2 separate regions of the Oryctolagus cuniculus genome follow, and region 1 is linked to region 2. The links are chromatin contacts, called in public Hi-C maps. All regions are on one chromosome and are shown on one strand. The core of a region is the stretch at or near the end of the contact, and the rest is flanking DNA. Distances in the headings are between cores, read along the strand shown.

Region 1 (4,998 bases), core at 497-2,996, 120 kb after region 2:
GGAAGACCTCTCTCTCTAATTCTTTCAAATAAATACAAATAAATCTTTAATATTTATATATATAATTGCTCGAATAAAAATATATCCTGTTTAAAGAGAAGCACAGAAGGTACTAAAACAAAATGCTGGCTCATTAGAAAACCCTCATATGTCTTCTTATTGTCAAGAATGTTGGGTTATTGAACTTGGTTTTTCTTTGTTTGAAGCTGCTTAAAAAATAGCTGCCAAAAAGGGACTTACAGGGGCTGGCATTGTACCATAGCCAGTAGAGCCTGCAATACATCTCTTATGGGTGCTGGATCAAGTCCCATCTGGTCCACTTCCAATCCAGCTACCTGATAATGTTTCTGGGAAAAGCTGCAGAGGATGGCCCAAGTGCTCGGGCCCCTGCATCCATGTGGGAGACTATAAGAGTCTCCTGGCTCCTTGCTTCAGACCAGCCCAGCTCCAGCCATTGTGGTTATTTGAGGAGTTGACCAGCAGATGGAAGATCTCTCTTTCTCCCTCTCTCTCTCTCTGTAACTGACTTTCAAAATAAAAAAATAAACCCTGTTTTTAAAAAAAGAAAGAAGGGGGACTTACAGCTTACAGCTCTAGACCTGAGTACACAGTACATTAAATAAGTGATACTCTACTGTGTAATGCCCTGAGCAGCTCAAAGGTCTTTATTTGTGACTTATTTCTATTTCAAGACCCTAAAAGCATCTGATTTTCTCCAAAGTTGTCTTTCAGGTTTTCAGTCACATTCCAAAGAGAGATTCAATCACCAGCCACTCTGGACTGGTCCAGACTCCACTGCAAGAGCAAGGCCAGCACAGATGGGTCACAAGGTATCCAAAGGTCACTCTTTACTTCATTTTAATACTACCCTAGCAGGAGCTTGAGTCTTATTACCATAACATTCAACCTATGTTGGAGCTTTTTTTTTTTTTTTTTTTTTTTTTTTGAAAGTCAGTATGACAGAGAGAGAAGGAGAGAATCTTCCCCCAGCTGGTTCACTCTCCAAATGGCCACAACAACCAGGACTGGGCTAGGCGAAAGCAGGAGCCAAGAGCTTCATCAGTTCTCCCACATGGATGCAGAGGTTCAAGTACTTGGACCATCTTAAACTGCTTTCCCAGGAGCGTTAACAGGGAGCTAGACTGGAAGTAGAGCAGCCGGGACATGAACTAAATCCGCTACACCGCAATACTGGCTTCTGGACTAGAATTCTGAACCATGCCTGTGTGAATTTGTAACCACCCCTCCACGCAATGACAAGAACTTCCTTCCTGCATATTCATGTCCCTAAAATGTTCCCCTAAAAGCAGGATTTTCCCCTAGTCATGGAAATGAATTTGCCTACTCTCCTTAATAGCTACAAATAAATGATTTTGTATGAACACCTACTTCTGGAAGCAGACCCACAATTTTCAGTGGGTCACACTTCTACAGCGTTTTTTACAAATGTAGGTTCCCAGGCCCAGCACCATATCTATTTAATTAGAATGGGGAGAAGGGGATTTGTTTCTCAAAACCTTTGTGAGTGATTTTTAAGCACTCTGTTCCATTGCTTTCTAAAATTCATCCTGTTTACCACACCAATGTAATAGAGAGAACATCATTGGTTCCTTGGCTCCTTCCTACTCTTTCCCCTATTTCCTTCTACAGTGACCAAACAACATTATCAAAATGACATTTTGACTGGGAGAGGGAATTCAGGGGTGGGGACAGGGAAGCACAAATAACACTCCAACTCTGCTTGTTACCCACTGTGGCCTGTGAATGCTGCTTTGCTTTCTGTGAACAAAAATGAGTTCTAGCACTTGTTAAAAACATAGATTACCCGGTCTTTCCATAAAGATAATGATACCTTCATCTAGATGATTCCAATGCAGTTGGCCCTCAGATTACACTTTGGGAAACAATGATCTAAATCTGGTGAAGAAAACCTCCAAGAATCTGTGAAGATGTGTGGTCTCTTGTGAAATCTAGAAATGGACTGCTGAATGCTGAATGCTGATGTCTTCATTTTCCCCACTAGAAGGAACTGATTCATTTTGGAAAGAGAGTGTTCAGGAATCTCTGAAGCATGGAAACATTTTTTCCATTCTTGGTGTGCAGATTGTTGGCTTATTCAAGGAGGCAGGCCCAGACAAAATTCTCAGCAGGCTCTTCTGGACAGCATTTCGCCACACATGGCATTAGGTCAAAGAGAAAACACAGAGCAGTCTGAGGGAGGAAAAAAAAAAATCCCTGAGATGCAACATAAAACTGGGAAATATGAAACTGGGAGGGTCTCGGGGGAGACATCTTACCTGGTCTGTTTGCTCTGGTAAAGGCTGGAGTCTTGTCACATGAACCCCAGCTTCCTGTTCTTGCAGCTGCCGTCTGAGTCACTGTGGGCCACAAGGGAGGGCCCTCTACCAGCAGGGAGCATAACCAGCACATGACTCTTAGGTGAGGCCGTTGTGCCAGGCCAATTTAAAAATTAAACTGCAACCACATAGTTGCTGATTCTCATTTATTTTACGAAATTCTTTAGTCTGATTTTTGTCTACGATTGCAAATTACCAGAAAACACACATAAAAAAGCTGGTAAGTGGAATTTACATATGGTAAGAGAATCCTATTAGTCACTAAGATCATGTAAGGGTGGGGTGCGTTAGCAGGGTAAAACATTAAACCAACAGCAATATTTCCTTTACTAGTATAAGTATCCTAAGAAATCACTAAAGTGAAAATATGTAAACCTAATATACAAACGCCAAATGTTAGAAGATTGCCTTGACTTTTCTCTTCTCATTGTCCCTGGCTGTTGCAGAATGTTGCAGGGTATATGAGACTCTATGCATTAAGATTTCCCTATGAAACAGCAAATTGGATTAAAAACCTGCTAGAATTTTGTTCAGTTTTTTAAACTGAGGCATTCAAGAACCACTCCCAGGCAATAGAAACAAGACTGAAGTATAACTCTTCTGAACTTGAGTACTGGACCTAGCCCCTGACTCAATGTGACAACAGACACTCAATAAAGACTTAACTGATGGCGTCATCAACATATTAGTTGTAGAATAGAGTTACAATGATGAACTTCTCTGTGCCTTTATTTTTGTGTCTGTCTTAGGAGAAAACCTCTTTTACCTAACTTACAAGATTTTTATGAGGATCAAATGAAATAACGTGTATTCAAGTTTTGCTTTCTTATATGGGAGAAATACACTGAATATCTTTGAAAAGGCTACATTAGGAACTGGGACTGGTGGTCATTTCTAGGTAGGGAAACCATTCAGAAGCTATGGCTAGACAAAAGATTTCCTTTTCACTATACTGTGTATAGTATTTTTCATTCATATGGAAAAAAATGTAGATGTAAGAATGATTAGTATGAAATTTAGGCTCTAACAAAATTTTCATAAAAGCACAGAAGCATGTTGCACATTTCATGTGCATTCAGATATAGACTGCAACACCTAGTAAGAGTCTGAGCTAGATCCGTTCTAAATAAGAACTCAAATTAAATAATGGAAAACTGCATACCACTTAGGATCACATTTCTTATCTGAAGGAAGTCAATGCCCTAAACATGTTTATCTTGGGAAAGTCAGAAATGTAGGAAAAATAAGATTATTGTTAATTACTTAACACAATAGAAAATATATTGGGACCTGCGATGTACTATAGCAGGTTAAGCCTCCACCTGCAATACCAGCATCTCATACTGGCACCTGTTAGAGTCCCAGCTGCTCAACCTCTGATCCAGCTCCCTATTAATAGCTTGGGAAAAGCAGCAAAAGAAGGCCCAAGTGCTTGGGCCATGTGAGAGACCTGGAAGAAGCTCCTGTCTCCTGGCTTCAGTCTAGCCCAGCTCTGGCTGTTGTGGCCATTTGGGGAGTAAACCAGTGGATGGAAGATTCTCTTTCTCTCTTTCTTTCTTTCTCTCTCTCTCTCTCTTTCTCTCTCTCTCTCTCCACTCTCTGTAACTCTGCCTTACAAGTACATGAAAAAATAATTATAAAAAGAAAATATAATCTTATTATACAATTTTACTCATTTGATTAGAGCTTTGGAATCAGGGTGGGTTTGCTGAAAATTAGAACTGTATCAGAGAACTGCATCTGAAATATAAAAATCTTCACTTGGATTTTTCAATAGTATGGCAATAACCTCATAAACTTTTTAAAAATAAATATGAGAGGCTGGCACTGTGGTACAGTAGGTTAAAGCCCAAGCCTGCAGTGCCAGCATCCCATATGGACGCTAATTCAAGTCCCGGTTGCTCCACTTCTGATCCCACTTGCTTCTATGGCCTGGGAAAGCAGCAGAATATGGTCCCAGTCCTTGGGTTCCTGCACCCATATGGGAGACCTAGAGGAGGCTCCTGGCTCTTGGCTTTGGATCGGCTCATTTGGGGAATAAACCAGCGGATGGAAGACCTCTCTCTCTCTCTCTCTCTGGCTCTGGCTCTACCTCTCTGTAACTCTTTCAAATAAATAAAATAAATTTTTAAAATAAATAAATAAATCTGAGTAGAAGTGATGGTGAAACCGTTCCTTAAGATCCTCTTTCTCAATAAACTCTAATTCAGCAAACATGAAACTTCAGTTACACAAAAAATGATTGGGTAATACATGCAATAATCACAGACTGAATAGTCATCAACACCATCCAAAGGATACTTACCCCTTAAATAACTCAAAAGGAAATTAATAAGCAAAAATCCAGGACTGGTTTCCCTATAAACAAAACACAAAAATTTCTGTAACCATTAGTGAGCATTAATCATTTGGAGATCTCCTTCCTGTTAACCTCAAGAGATTATCTATCATGTCTCTTTGTGTCAGGAGACCTAGAGTTCTATCCTGGCTCCATGCCTTTAGTCACAAGTTGATCTTTCCCTTAAAACTTTAAAAACGTTGTCTTTATTTTAAACCCAGAACAACAGAGATTCAGTGTGATCTTTGCAAATATCATAGAATCTTTAGCTAAAAGAACCTTAAAGATTATCTCATTCAGAAT
Region 2 (4,962 bases), core at 455-2,954:
AATTTTGGAGAGAAAGTAGATCTGTGATTGCCTAAGAGTCAGGGTCAATGCGAAGTAAAATAATAAAAGACACATTAGGTGCTTTATTCAGTCAGCAGTTTTTTAGAGAATGTTTATCTCAGCCTGCAGGCAGATATGTGCGGTAAAGCAAGTTGGCCTTTCCTTACGGCAGTTCTGTAGCTGGTGAAGACATTCTTGTGGATGTTTTTCCTGGTTGTAATTAATTTTTAGATGTGTAGAAAACACACTGTTCCTTATAAGTATTGAGGATGCCTGCTTTCTTATGCAGTTGTGGAAAGAATGTAAAATGTTTTAATATATTCTTTGTTAATCTAAAAATCTTGAGTCATTTTCTTTATGTGGGAGACAGGGGGATCACATAAAACGTGCTTTTATCACTCAAGAGTAAGCAATGGAAATAACAAACACCATAAATTTCTAGATTGTAATGGTTCAGGCTTAATCATACAATATTCACCTTTTATACTAGTTAGAGTTGGTATGCATTTATAACTTTTTCAGAACCGTTCAAAGTGAAGTTGTTTGCACTTGTGAAGAGGTGAATGTGATTCAGGTCTGTTTTGAGGTGGATCATTAATTTTTCCTCTTCACAGTGAAAATTGGTCCTCAGTGGCTTCCAGATTCACACGTGGCCCCCACTGGTGCTAAGGAGAGCAGCAGCTGTAGGTGAGACCGAGGGTCAGTCAGGGTGAGGCAGAGAATTAACAGAAACAAAGTTGGACTTTGGGGAGTGGGTGAGTGCGTGTGTGTGTGTGTGTTCCATAACCTGGAACTTTTTAATAAGTAAAATCATTCGAATTCTCTTAGTACAAAAACTACTTATCATTCCTAATAGATTTTGCTTTAAATTACCTGATCAATATTACAAATCAGGGGCCAGCGCTGTGGCGCAGTTAACGCTCTGACCTGAAGCACCGGCATCCCATATGGGCCTCGGTTCAAGACCCAGCTGCTCCACTTCTGATCCAGCTCTCTGCTGTGGCCTGGGATAGCAGTAGAAGATGGCCCAAGTCCTTGGGCACCTGCACCCTTGTGGAAGACCTGGAAGAAGCTCCTGGCTCCTGGCTTCAGATCAGCACAGTAGCCGATTGGGGAGTGAACCAGCAGATGGAAGACCTCTCTCTCTCTCTCTCTGCCTCTCCTCTCTCTCTGTGTAACTCTGACTTTCAAATAAATAAATAAATCTTTTTTAAAGAAATTCTCAAGTCTGAAGTTATGAGAAAAACAGATGTGAGAAAGGAACTTCCCTAGGTGTGTAAAAAGCAGTCACCACCATCTACATGTGTAGCACTGAGCAATCACTTACTATCTCAAAGTCTCCTTCCTCATCTGTACAGTCTGGATTCATTAGGCCTTTGCTCCAATTCACCTGCCTGTTGCCCCTGTCCAAAATCCTTGCTCTCAAAGCAAATTTGTGGTGGTGGTGGTGTTGGAGTGTGGATTTTTCTTTTTTGCCACGAGAGGGCAGCATTCCCCAGACCAACTACCCAGTACCCCTGGCAACCGTAGACCCAGCTGTAATACAACAAAACACCAGAGTCCTTGCGTATATCTTCTACTTTATCTGGTTCCAGGAACCAAGCAGTTTCTCCATGCCCTACAGGGAACGACCGCCCAGCACCGCGCTGTTGCGACACCACGGCCGGAAGTGGGTGGGAGCGGGAGCGCGGGTTTCTCGCGATATCGCTGCCGGAAGTGGGTGGTGGCCCGGAGGCAGCGGCTGGCTTCTGTCGGAAGGCGAGCCTCCCGAGCGGTTGCAGCTGGCTGCCCCAGGCGCTCTCCTCTGAGGGAGCGCTAGCCCCGCCGAAGCCGTTCCAGCCCGAACTCGCGCCCTAGGCTTCCCCGGCTGCACGGCTGCGCCAGTGCCAAGCGAGGCCGAGCCCGCGGAACCTCCTCCAGCCCTCGCCCCGCGCTGCAGTGAGGCCGCGCCCTCAGGCCCAGTCCGCGGCGGTCCCGGCGGGTGATGCCAAATACAGCCATGAAGAAAAAGGTGCTGTTGATGGGGAAGAGCGGGTCGGGGAAGACCAGCATGAGGTCGATTATCTTTGCAAATTACATCGCTCGCGACACCCGGCGCCTGGGTGCCACCATTGATGTGGAGCACTCCCACGTCCGATTCCTGGGGAACCTGGTGCTGAACCTGTGGGACTGTGGCGGTCAGGACACCTTCATGGAGAATTACTTCACCAGCCAGCGAGACAACATCTTCCGGAACGTCGAGGTTTTGATTTACGTGTTTGACGTGGAGAGCCGCGAACTGGAAAAGGACATGCATTACTACCAGTCCTGTCTGGAGGCCATCCTCCAGAACTCTCCCGATGCCAAAATCTTCTGCCTGGTGCACAAAATGGATCTGGTTCAGGAGGATCAGCGTGACCTGATTTTTAAAGAGCGAGAGGAAGACCTGAGGCGTCTGTCTCGCCCCCTGGAGTGCGCCTGTTTCCGAACATCCATCTGGGATGAAACCCTCTACAAAGCCTGGTCCAGTATTGTCTATCAGCTCATCCCCAATGTTCAGCAGCTGGAGATGAACCTAAGGAATTTTGCCCAAATTATTGAGGCCGATGAAGTTCTGCTGTTCGAGAGGGCTACGTTCTTGGTTATTTCACACTACCAGTGCAAAGAGCAGCGTGACGTCCACCGGTTTGAGAAGATCAGCAACATCATTAAGCAGTTCAAGCTGAGCTGCAGTAAATTGGCCGCTTCTTTCCAGAGCATGGAAGTTAGGAATTCCAACTTCGCTGCTTTCATCGACATCTTCACATCAAACACGTATGTGATGGTGGTTATGTCAGATCCGTCCATACCTTCTGCAGCTACTCTCATCAACATTCGCAATGCCAGGAAACACTTTGAGAAGCTGGAAAGAGTGGATGGCCCCAAGCACAGCCTCCTCATGCGTTGAATATTGCCAAATGCTGTATGAAAGTGCTGAATTGCCTTTTTTTTTTTTTGCATCCTTTATTTTTAATATAATGTGTGCTTAAAAGTGGGCTTTGAAATGTGTGCTGCTTACTGTTTCCATCTTTCTTCCCTATTCCCCAGTCCTGAAACATTGGAAGCTATTTACTCAGCTATCCAGTAGAGCTTTAAGATGGCCCCTCTGAGAAGTTGGTATGGTGTAACACTAAAGTAGGTGGTTTGTGTGTATGTATTCTGATTACTTGGATATAATATAATAGGTAATGCACATCAAAGCCTTTACCAATATCTTCCTGTATTCCTTATCAGATTGCAAAGATGGAATGTTACTATTTTATCAGCAAGGTATTAAAATGCATTTATAAATTCTTCTTGGCTTCAGTTATGAATAAACATTTATTGTTAGCAATTTAAAATATGGTGTTAGTTGAAATAATTTCAAAGAGCTTAATATGTAAATCTAAAGATTCTGACTGCCCCCAGTTATTGTTTAGCTGGAAAATTTGATTTGATGAGCATAGCCCCCCATCACTTTGGCAATACTTGATGGCAGCTGCAGCAGATTAGTTAAGAGTATGGACTCTGGAGCCAGAGCACCTGAATTGAATTAGCATTCAGATCCTTTCACTTAGTCAGACTCAATAACACTATGCTTGTTTCTTCATTTGTAAACTTGGAATAATACCAGTAGGGTTGTTTAAAGGTTATTAAAACAACATGGAAAGTGTTTAGAATGTGCTAGGAGGTAAGTGTTTGCTATCATTACCACTTACAGAACCATTCCTCCCCCAGATGACTGAAGTCTGTCTAAATATTTGAGCCCTCAGTAAACGCTAAGTATTCATAAACACTTGATGTGCATTTATCTTACTTCATCTTCACAGCCTATGAGGTATGTTACTTTTAACTCTATTTTAATAGATGGCAGCACTGGTATGACTAGGTGATAAAGCTAAATCCAGGCAATCTGACTAGACTCCCCCCCTTCTAACCATTACACACTATTCTCTCCATTGGCAGAAAAACTGATCAGAAAAATCCTAGCTTTTTTAGTATAGATTATTCCCTCATGATTCCAAATTTACATACTGAGGAAGCTGAAGCCCAGAAAGATGAGTGACTTCTTTCAAGGAAATGTCCCACTCTGGAACTTTCCCCCTTTGCATTTACCTGGGAATTGGATAAACACCAAATAAGATTCTTAGATTACTTTTGAGGGAGGATTCTGAGGTTCCTAATTTGGACTTGCAAATGTGATACAGTGAAATCAGAACAGACCTAAAATCTCCTATTCCAGTTCTGGCAATAGCTATCTTACAGCAAGCAGATGTGGGTGACAGGATCCCTACCTATAAAGAGCCAGAAGCTGTTGAGGTGTACATCTAAATAGAACCAGTGGCAACAGACTCCACATGAGAAAACTCTTGATGGTATCAATATCATCCTATAAAATCATTCAAAAGTACATGTTGTAAATAAAATAACTAAATGACAGTAACAAAATATTCTTACTTGAATCACTGAATCTTACTTTATTGACCAGGTTATTAATATTCTTATGTGATCACTTTATGGTTTGTATGGCACAGTTCTTTTTATCATATGCAAAGTCCAGAGCTAGATGGTATGACATTGAACATTTATTCAAGACATTGATTTCTATAACATGTATAAATGGTGCCATAGAGCACTGACATAATTTAAGCTTAGGTTATGGTCTTGTCATTCATAGTGCATGAAAAAGGTAATCCCTACATCAACTGTATAATCTAAAGGCAAAAAAAATTCTCTTTAGCAAATACTTTAAGGAAAATGTCCATATTTTCTTTAATTTTAGTACAATCAGTAGGGGGTAACTAGTTTGCTTTTATAGAGACCTCAAGAATTCCTGTTTTTCTTTTAGATAAAATTGACTTAATAATTAAGAAATATGGTAAACAAAAGGTTTCAAAACTTTTTTGATTACAGTATCTAACATTTTCCCTCCTCTGTTTTGGTTTTGCTAGTTATAAAGGTTTG

Evidence for each region. Hi-C and Micro-C count contacts between places; a contact is called where the count stands out from the background.
Region 1: a Hi-C map of an unstated tissue shows a contact between it and region 2, with 3 times the contacts expected there. The contact joins the enhancer-like site here to the promoter of RRAGA in region 2. A contact is called at or near these places in 2 of 6 Hi-C or Micro-C datasets (ear pinna and an unstated tissue).

What each region holds. Positions count from the first base shown.
Region 1 is chr1:182,142,960-182,147,957 of mOryCun1.1, forward strand. LOC127493585 (a long non-coding RNA gene) reads left to right here. Exons shown (of 3, transcript XR_011380279.1): 3 at 1-4,007. Among named protein-coding and RNA genes, the nearest start is that of PLIN2, 36 kb to the left of the region's middle. Within about 2 kb of position 1,747, at least 1 of the 8 cell types and tissues checked has an H3K27ac peak or open chromatin away from gene starts, as enhancers often do. A contact at or near this core is called in ear pinna, where this site is marked.
Region 2 is chr1:182,018,606-182,023,567 of mOryCun1.1, forward strand. It overlaps RRAGA (Ras related GTP binding A), which reads left to right and starts at 1,705. Exons shown (of 1, transcript XM_008254386.4): 1 at 1,705-3,359. The coding sequence starts at 1,985. The coding sequence ends at 2,926.